Regions from separate parts of the Mus musculus genome. Here region 2 is linked to region 1. Evidence: chromatin contacts called from public Hi-C data. All regions are on one chromosome and are shown on one strand. Each heading gives the region's core, a stretch centred on a gene start, on an enhancer-like site or on the middle of the called end of the contact. The rest is flanking DNA. Distances are from core to core; before and after follow the strand shown. Region 1 overlaps Bcas1 (breast carcinoma amplified sequence 1). Region 2 has its middle 53 kb from the start of Gm17619.

Region 1 (4,335 bases), core at 179-2,678:
CGCCCAGACACGTAAAATACAAAGACACACATGCATGCACACATGCACGTGCACATGTACATACGTACATATGTATGTATGCATGTATGTATATTTGTTTGTTTCCACTTTCCTCTGCCATTTAATATATATTACATATTTATATGTATATTATATATAACATATATATATATATATATACACACACATTTATATGTGTGTGCGTTTGCACTCTCCTCTGCCATGTTTTCTGAGAGAGATCTAAGAATTCCTACTAAGAACTGCTTGGTGTTATGCAAAGAAACACAGAGAGAGAGAGAGAGAGAGAGACGCACACACATATGCACACAGACACACACACAGAAACACACACATTTTGTCCTTTTAGATAATGCTTTCCAAATTCTCCTCCCAGTCATTTAAATTTATTTCCTGTCCCAGTTTTTGTTGTTGTTTGTTTGCTGTTGTTGGTTTTGGTTTGGTTTGGTTTGGAGACAGGATCTTGTGTAGTCCAGGCCAGCCTCCTGCCCACTGTGTAGCAGAGGATAATCTTGAATACCCGATTCTCCTGCCTTCGCCTCCCAAGTGCTGGGATTACAGGCGTGCACCACCACATCCACTTTACTGTCCGCCTGTCTTCTTCCCAGGAGAGCAGCGTTTCTGAACGTAGTGCTGGAAAGAAGGCGATCAGGGAGCGGAAACAGCAGGCTTGCTCTTCAGACTGTGGTTCCTGTGGCTGGAGTGACCTGGGGGCCCGGAGCTGGCATCCCTTAGGAAAGTCTGCTGGGGCCTTCGAGAGGGCTCAGCAAGTCCGGGTGCACTGCTGCCATGCCTGATGACCAGAGATCGGATTCAGGGACCGACATGGTGGAAAGAGAGAATCGGCTCCCACAGGTTGTCCTCTGACCTACACGCATGCGTGTACTCATGCTGACAGACAGACAAACAACCCACAAATAAATAATAATGTAAATGTAATAAATAATAAATGTAACGAAAAGTTTGGGGGGGGGGAGGGTTGTGAAGACGGATACGATGAGATCACGCTAGAACTACCAAAGCCAGCCATCTTTCTCTTCTTGTACAGGGTTCCTGTTTAAATAAGCGCCGCAGAACTTGAATAAATTCATAAAGCAAAAAGAAGCATTTCTAGTTCCTGAGGAACCATTCCTGGCAACGACCGCTCCTCCTCGAGCCCACCACAAAGATACCCCTGGAAGGACTGAGAGAGAAACAGACACCCAGTGTTTTCTTTTATGAGCAGTAAAACCAGATTGCCATTGTAGGATCGTTTTGCGCACGTGCGAGATCTATTAAATGTTTATCTTAGAACCCTGGTTCACTTGGGGAGAGAGAGGGGGAAAAAAAAGCCCCGTCCCTGCCAGCCAGTTGGTTTGTGTGAATCACAGCTCAGTCAGCTTTCAGGCCTATAATTTATCTTTTCTTTGGCCTATGTGGTAAATGCCCCACTTGTCCATGAATCCTCGCCTTGTTTTAATGATGCTATGGTCTGAATGTAGTTTTATAAGCCACACAGATAAGATTGTCATTCTGAAAACACAGATTTGTGTGTTTTTCCCCCCCAGGAGGAGATTTGGGGGGTGGGGAGTGGGGAGTTACCTCTGTCCTGATTCACATCTTGGTGGGATTGTGGCTGGAATTCCAAACCCAGCTAGGAGGACTCAGTGGTAGTGGGGGTGGAGGCAGGGAACTGTGGGGGATGGGAGAGGGGGAGGGACAGCTGACTCGGCAGAACCCAAGGCTTCATTTACCCGGAAGAATTCTGAGTCAATGCTGGTCAACTGCACCCTGGCGGTACTCTAGATCCAAGAGAATGTTACTGATTGGGAAGTTTTATTCATGTTATTTTCTGAGAGCTGTTTTTTCTCACTCTACTAAAAAACAAACAAACAAACAAACAAACAAACAAACCAATGGTTTTCTCCCCAAACACTGAAGTAGGCCATAGGAGCCAGATGGAAAACCTTGACAGATCAGAGGGCTTCTTTTTTTTTTTCTTTTTCTGTTTAGCTTTTAAAAATCCTTGTGCATATATATGCATTCAAATAGCCATGTGTTTGTAGGCTGAAGGTGAAACGGTTATCTCATACTATGTATAAAAAATGTTGTAGACATGCACAGTACAAGATAGACAATATTTCAAATTTCAGTGATACTGCCAACCAAAGCATGGACATTTGTAGGGTAGCCCAGCTGAGCACAGGAGTTTCCTTGGCAAGTGTAGCCAAGAGGGTCTTTTATCCAGGAAGAAACACATGTTATAACTGAGGGTGGGGCACTCTGAAAGATGGTTTTAACTGCGAACATCCCCCTGGGCCAGACTACATTCATACTTCCTATGTTTCTAACCCAGATTGCGTCTGGAAGGCAGTTTCACCTGGAAACCCATTAACTGCCATTAAGTCTAGCTGCTGTCTCTGAGGGTGTCCCTCACCCATGTTGTCTCCGAAGGTGTCCCTCACCCCTGCCCAACAGAGGAGGAGGCAGACAAGGCAAAACAACACTTCAAAACGGCTCACTTCAAAATGATTCTTTGAAAGAATGAACGAGTGTGCTGGGGTTTGTGACGAGAGAACTAGCTGGTGGCTGCTGGTTTGGTTTGTTTGATTAAGACGGAGGATTTGGCTGGGTCACTAGGCAACCGTGCAAAGACGGGCAGAGCAGAGCTCTTCATTCTCTCTCTCTCTCTCTCTCTCTCTCTCTCTCTAAATAACTCTATTTTTCCCTAATTCAGGTGATGGACGGGCTCTGGAGTCAGACGCCTTAAAAGCCTCTGACTGTTAAAGAAGCTTACCACCTCTGAATGGCTCTCAACACCCAGGGGCATCGAAGCAAACCCAGCCAGAGTTTCTCTACACTGACGAAATGCGTAAACAATTGCCTGGAATCATCATGACTATCGGTGACCAGTTCACAGCCCCAAGAAGAGCAGCTTAGGGCTTTTGGCGCAGGATACGATGCTTTCTGCAGTGAGGCTGACAGTGTGAGTCCAGACCCCTCCCCACATGCTGCTCATTGGACTGTATGTCAAGCTAACACAGTCTGGGAGCAGACACCGGGAAGACCTTGGAGTCCAAATTTATGGGCGTAGAAAAATATCGGTAGCAAGAGGCTTCAGTAGATGAGTCTTATTGTCCTTTTTACAGTTTCAGCTGTCTGGAAAATTTGCCTGGACCCTGTCACTGTACGATTCATTATTTTCTTTCCTTTGAGACGGGGTCCTCTGTAGCTCAGGCTGGCCTTAAGTAGCCAAGGATGACCTTGAATTTTAGATTTTCTTGTTTCTACGTCCCAAGTGCTGGGATTAAAATACCTGAACCTTCCTTCATCCCTGGGGGTTATGAGCCTTGGGGATCAAACCCAGGGCTTCAGGTCTGCTGGGCAAGCAGTCACCGATCACCATCTACATCCGCAGCCTGGTGTTTAGGCTTTGTAGAAGTCATGTTTCTCCCTGCCCCCCTCCTCCCGCCCCTCCCCCCCCCCCCCCAACCACCGCGGCGCCTTTCTTTCCTGTACATACGTCCTGTACCTTGGGTTTGGATTAGGAGACAAGATTTGTCTCTGTGTAAGTCACCTACCACTTCTTTTTCTTTACATAAAACAGGGTCTACAGAGGTTTTTGTTCTTCGGATGTTTCTGCCTACGCGGAATGTAGTGGAAGCTTACCTTGTCTAGACCTTGGGTGACTGTAGGGTGACATGTACTGGTCTCGCCCGACAGCACCTCCCACAGAAGCTGTCATCGGAGAGGAAGCTGGTAGCCTTCCACACACTTACCTCCCCTGCAGAGACACCATGGGGATTCCCTGGCACGGCAGGAGCCTCTGTGGCCTGTTCTGGGTCTTCCGAGCCTTTCGCTTCTTTGGGCTGGCTGTTCACCGGCGCGCTTTCTCTTCCTTTGTCCAGTTTAAAGAATCTGTTCAAAAAGCCGAAATCCTTGTCCTGGGCCGGGGCTTCTGCCTGGGACTCAGGTGGTGAGGGTGCCAATGGGCCGGTGGCAGGGAGGGTCTGCTGCTTGGCCTCGGGGCACCCTGGGGTTTTATCTGGAGCCTGCCCTGGTGCAGCTGCCACCGGAAGTGCCCCGTGCTCACTTGGGTCTTTGTTCTCAGGCGCTGCGCTTGGGCTGACATCAAACCTCCCTGATGCAGCCGATGAATCCGTGCCTTGGTCCCCGGGACGTCCTGGTACAGGCCGAGAGAGTGTCAAGAAAAAATGGGATCTAGCAGCTGGTGCCTTGGTCTTGGCTTCTTTCCCAAGATTCTTTCCGCTGGCATCGCCCACAGCCTGGGCCTCCATTGTCTTGGGGGAAGAAGTAGCCACATTATCCTTGGAGCTG
Region 2 (4,527 bases), core at 1,869-4,368, 160 kb before region 1:
AAGGTATGTGTCACTATGCCTGGCTTGCCTCTCCTCCTTTTTAGGACCTTTTTTTTTTTTTTGTGGTACTCCACAAAATCCAATTTATTATTATTTAGAAAATGATTTATTGATTCTTTACCCCTAGAAATATAAACTCCTTGCCAAACACATTCACTTTAGTATTTATCCTCTGATCCTAGTATGATGCCTGGTATATGTTAAAGCCGTATATGAACTCTCTGAGTCAATTATTAAGGGCTGGGATATATAGCTTAGTGGCAGAGTGCTTGCTTAGCATGCAAGAGGCCCCAGGTTCAATCCCCCACACCACAGTTGTGTGAGGGCGCGCGCGCGCGCGCGCACACACACACACACACACACACACACACACACAATCTGTGAATTCATCATTAACTCTGGGAATGTAGTCACAGGCAGGTGACCAGTATTTGATTGTAGTCAGTTTGATTTATAGGCAGGTGGCTTTTATTTGTTTCCTGTGCAAGGGTTGCCTTTCTGTGGAATGATAATGCCCAAATGTTTGTGCTGTGTGTGCTAAGAGCATGGAGTGGAAATGCCAGTTGATTCCAGATAGAGTCATTCATAATGGACCTTTATTATTTCTCCTCCTCCTCCTCCTTCTCTTCCTCTTCCTCCTCTCCCTCCTTCTCCTGTTCCTCCTCCTCCTTCTCCTTCTTGTTATTTATATGTATTTGTGTTTCTGTGTATGTGAATATGCCTAAATAGGTCACCTGGAGCTGGAGTTACAGGCAGTGCGGTGGGTGCTGTGTGCTGTGTGCTGGGTGCAGGACTCAGGTCCTTTGCAGGAACAGTAAGTACACACTCTTTTTAGCTAAGCCATCTCTCCAGCCTCATTTTTCCCCCCTCCTGAGGTAGGGTCTTAATACTAAATACCCAGGCTGGCCTGGAACTTTTGGCAATCCTCTTACCTCAGGTCCCCTCAATGGCTAGATTACAAGCATGAGCCACCATACCCTGCTTGATTGTCCCTTTAAACCCATGAATGGGTCAGAATTCCTCCAGCTCCTGTCAATATCGATAGGGGTTACAGTCTGAGACCACTTACCCCGCTTTATTCTCCCACAGGCTTCTCCTTTGTTCCAGTAAGTATCTCTTCGCAGCAGGCTGGCACACAGGAGATGATTAACATATCAATGGGAGGATCTCTTTGGGATCCAGAATTTGGTCTAAAGTTTTCCTCTTAGAAGCTGCCCAGGCATGCCTGTATATGGATTGTCTGTAATTACCCCTTAAAACAATGCCTGTGCCCAAATAAAAAAATTTAATCAGTGATGCCCCTGGACCTGTGCCTGAATAAAAGATTAACCAAGGAGCTCTCTGCTTGTGCTGAGACTTATACTTCAAGCCCTGCCCTGACTTGGCCCAGCAATGCCTGGCTCATTCGTCCCCACACCCGAGAGGTTTGGATTCAATGCCTCAAGAAAAATAGCTGTTGGTCACCACAGCGTGAAGCTTAATCAAATTTGTCTTCATGAATTTAGTGTTCTGACTCACCAGCGTGGGAGTGGGGGCTGATGTCAGGAGACACATCTCCGGATACCCGATCATTTGGCGGGTGAGAGTGGCATCGTGAAACATGGAAGCCGGAGAACTCGGAAGTTGGGGATGCCTGTAGGATTTCTTTTCCGTCCTCTTAGCTTTAGGCATTGACAAATGATGCACCGTTATCTGTCACCCCAGTATCACCCAGAGTCAAGACAGTGACTTAAACTGAACTATGGCACGGTTCAGGAGCAGTTCTGTGCTTTTTGTTTTGGTTACAAACTCCTTTTTCCTTTCAGGGGACAAGAAGACATAGGAGGGCGCCCTGGTTTGCCTTCCTGGTGCTGTGATAGACACCTTAACCAGAGGAAGTAACTTGGGGAGGCGAGGACCCTGCTTTCATTTACATCTTCATAGCTTGTTGGCTAAGCAGGCTGGCTGTGCAGATGAAGCCCCTGTTAGCACTCTCTGGCTCTCCTGGAAATTACCAACTGCACCAATGACTCTCCATCCGCAGCCCTGTTCTCTCCTCTTTGAGCCTTCCTGGCATCTCCCTGTTCTTCTCATGGATGCTCTTTCCCCAGCTCCCTAACAGCAGCATTCAGCAAGCTGTCATTCCTCTGAGAACCTGACACACAGTCCCAGCCCCAGTGCCTGCTTCCCCTGTTTGTGCAGCCCCTTTCCCTGTTTTTATAGCTTTGTGGTAATGAACAGGATCTGTGTCTGTCTGTCTTCCCTTCTCCAATTTTTTCTGCCTGTCTGTCCATCTGTCTGTCCTCTATCTCCCCACCCTCCAACTCCTTCCAGTGTTTCACTGTATAGCCCTGGCTGGTCTGGAACTTACTATATATACTATGCTGCCCTGGAACTCATAGAGATCCTCCTGCCTCTGTCTCCTAAATGCTGGGATTAGGACTAGATATTTCTATTGCCTGTTTTGTTATCAAAATTGTATTTGAAGAGGGCCTCACCCATTGATATATAGTGTTTACATGGCCCACACTGTGTGGCTGTGTGGTCCCTCTAACTGAGATATTCACTTCCTGGCCTTTTGAATGATGATGGTGGTGGCAGTGGTGGAGGAGGAGGAGAAAAAGGAGGAGGAGGAGGAGCAAGAGAAGGAGGAGCAAGAAGAGGAGGAACAAAAGGGGGAAGAAGAAGTGGAGGAGGAGGAAGAAGAGGAGGAGCAAGAGGAGGAAGAAGAGGAAGAGGGAGAGGGAGAAGGAGGAAGAGGAGGAGGAGGAAGAGGAAGAAGAAGGAGGAGGAGGAGGAGGAAGAGGAAGAAGAAGGAGGAGGAGGAGGAGGAAGAGGAGGAGGAGGAAGAAGAAGAAGATGAAGAAGAAAAAGGAGAAGGAGAAGGAGAAGGAGAAGGAGAAGGAGAAGGAGAAGGAGAAGGAGAAGGAGAAGGAGAAGGAGAAGGAGAAGAAGAAGAAGAAGAAGAAGAAGAAGAAGAAGAAGAAGAAGAAGAAGAAGAAGAAGAAGAAGAAGAAGAAGAAGAAGAAGAAGAAGAAGAAGAAAGCAGCTTCCTGGTTCAGTATAGAGATGAACCCTCTAGGCTATGAGTCACCAGCCTACATTCGAATCCCAGCTGTAACTCTTATTGCTCTGCCACCCTGGTTACACATCCAGGAGCTCTGACTCAGAATCCCTCCCAGCTGGTGCAGAAAAACATGACCACACCTCGCTAACTGCTTTGAAGTGCTCCTGAGGGCTCCCCTATGCTTGATGTCTTAGATTATGATCCTAGCAGATCTTTTCTGTTCTTATTTTTTAAAAAAAATGAAACACAGAACAATCTGGGCAACCACCTTTCCTGTCTTAGGGACAAAATTCATAGCATCCCGGTTGAGTCAGAGCAACTCAGGAGGTCTTCGATGACAGACTGTGGGGCTGTCTTTGATCTATTCTGGACACTCTGCTGACTCAGTGCTGACGACGGAAGACCCACTGGTGAAATGTCTGGGAGATCAAATATTTGTATGAGAGACTCAGGATTCCCAGCGGTCCCTGAAGCCTCATGGGAAGGGCTGGAAGGAATAAGAAAATTTACCAGGAACTGGTGTGGACTCCGACATCCGTTATTGCTGCCTGCAGTGGGTGATGGACAGACGGCAGTTCCTGGGAAGTTCTGTGAGGCCACTAGGTGGTCACAAGTTTAATTCGAGCCAGACATACAGGGCTGGCAAGGAGCACAAGATCCTGGTCTGCAAGAGATGCCTGTGGGCTCCGAGGAAGGTAGAACAGAAAGCAATTTAAATGAAGTAGGCAGCCCACAATTTGAAAATGGACGTCTGTTGTAGAGATGATTTTTAGTGGGGATATTGCCAGCATTTCAGGGGCCAAGGAAGAAGTGCAGGGAAGGTCGGGTTGCTGAATCCCTTGGGAACCTTGTCATCTTGAGGGATCCTGGGGGATCCAGGAATGTTTCCCAGGAAAAGGGATGACCACAGGGAAGCAAGCTTGCTGACAAGCCTTCTCCATGGAAGGAACTTGATGTTTTATTATTGTCATGATGCTGATTATGATTATTATTTATGGTGCTGGGTTAGGATCTGGGACCTCATGAATATTTGGCAAGCTCCCGACTTACGTCTCCAGTCCCAATCTCACTGCCCCTCTTACAAGGAGGGAAATACACTTAAGAGATTCACCATCAGATGATCAGCCCTACTCATGAGTTTCTTCCACCCTCCCCTGCTTGGCCCAGGTCTACGGTCTCAAAAGAAGTCATTCTTAGATTCTGTGTTTGTTCTCCATGGCTCTGCCTTGCTGTCGATGGCTGACGGATGCTGGGAGCTAGTGCACTGGATTCTCCTTTTTCGGGAGAATGGAATCTGCCTAAAGGATTGCCAGTCTCTCTGTCTTTGTATGACCAAGGCTGTAGTATGTAAGTCTGGGGCAGAGGGGCAGATGTTTGTCACCAAGACAATGCTGTGGTAGAGAGTTGGTCCATGCATGTTGCAGGAAGGACAGGGCAGGGATGAAGAGAGGCAGAGTGAGCAGCAGGGACCTGCCAAGTGA

The links. Hi-C and Micro-C count contacts between places; a contact is called where the count stands out from the background.
Region 2: a contact with region 1 is called in a Hi-C map of the C2C12 cell line, with 1.8 times the contacts expected there. The contact joins two enhancer-like sites. A contact is called at or near these places in 5 of 484 Hi-C or Micro-C datasets (the C2C12 cell line, CD8 T cells, cardiomyocytes and 2 more), 2 of 115 datasets of contacts at active chromatin or transcription factors (embryonic stem cells and pancreatic cancer cells) and 2 of 9 other capture datasets (adipose tissue and liver).

What each region holds. Positions count from the first base shown.
Region 1 is chr2:170,402,498-170,406,832 of GRCm38.p6, forward strand. Bcas1 (breast carcinoma amplified sequence 1) reads right to left here. Exons shown (of 13, transcript NM_029815.2): 4 at 3,777-4,335. Among named protein-coding and RNA genes, the nearest start is that of Bcas1, 23 kb to the right of the region's middle. Within about 2 kb of position 1,429, at least 16 of the 459 cell types and tissues checked have an H3K27ac peak or open chromatin away from gene starts, as enhancers often do. A contact at or near this core is called in the C2C12 cell line, where this site is marked.
Region 2 is chr2:170,244,728-170,249,254 of GRCm38.p6, forward strand. No RefSeq gene overlaps it. Among named protein-coding and RNA genes, the nearest start is that of Gm17619, 53 kb to the left of the region's middle. Within about 2 kb of position 3,119, at least 106 of the 459 cell types and tissues checked have an H3K27ac peak or open chromatin away from gene starts, as enhancers often do. A contact at or near this core is called in the C2C12 cell line, where this site is marked.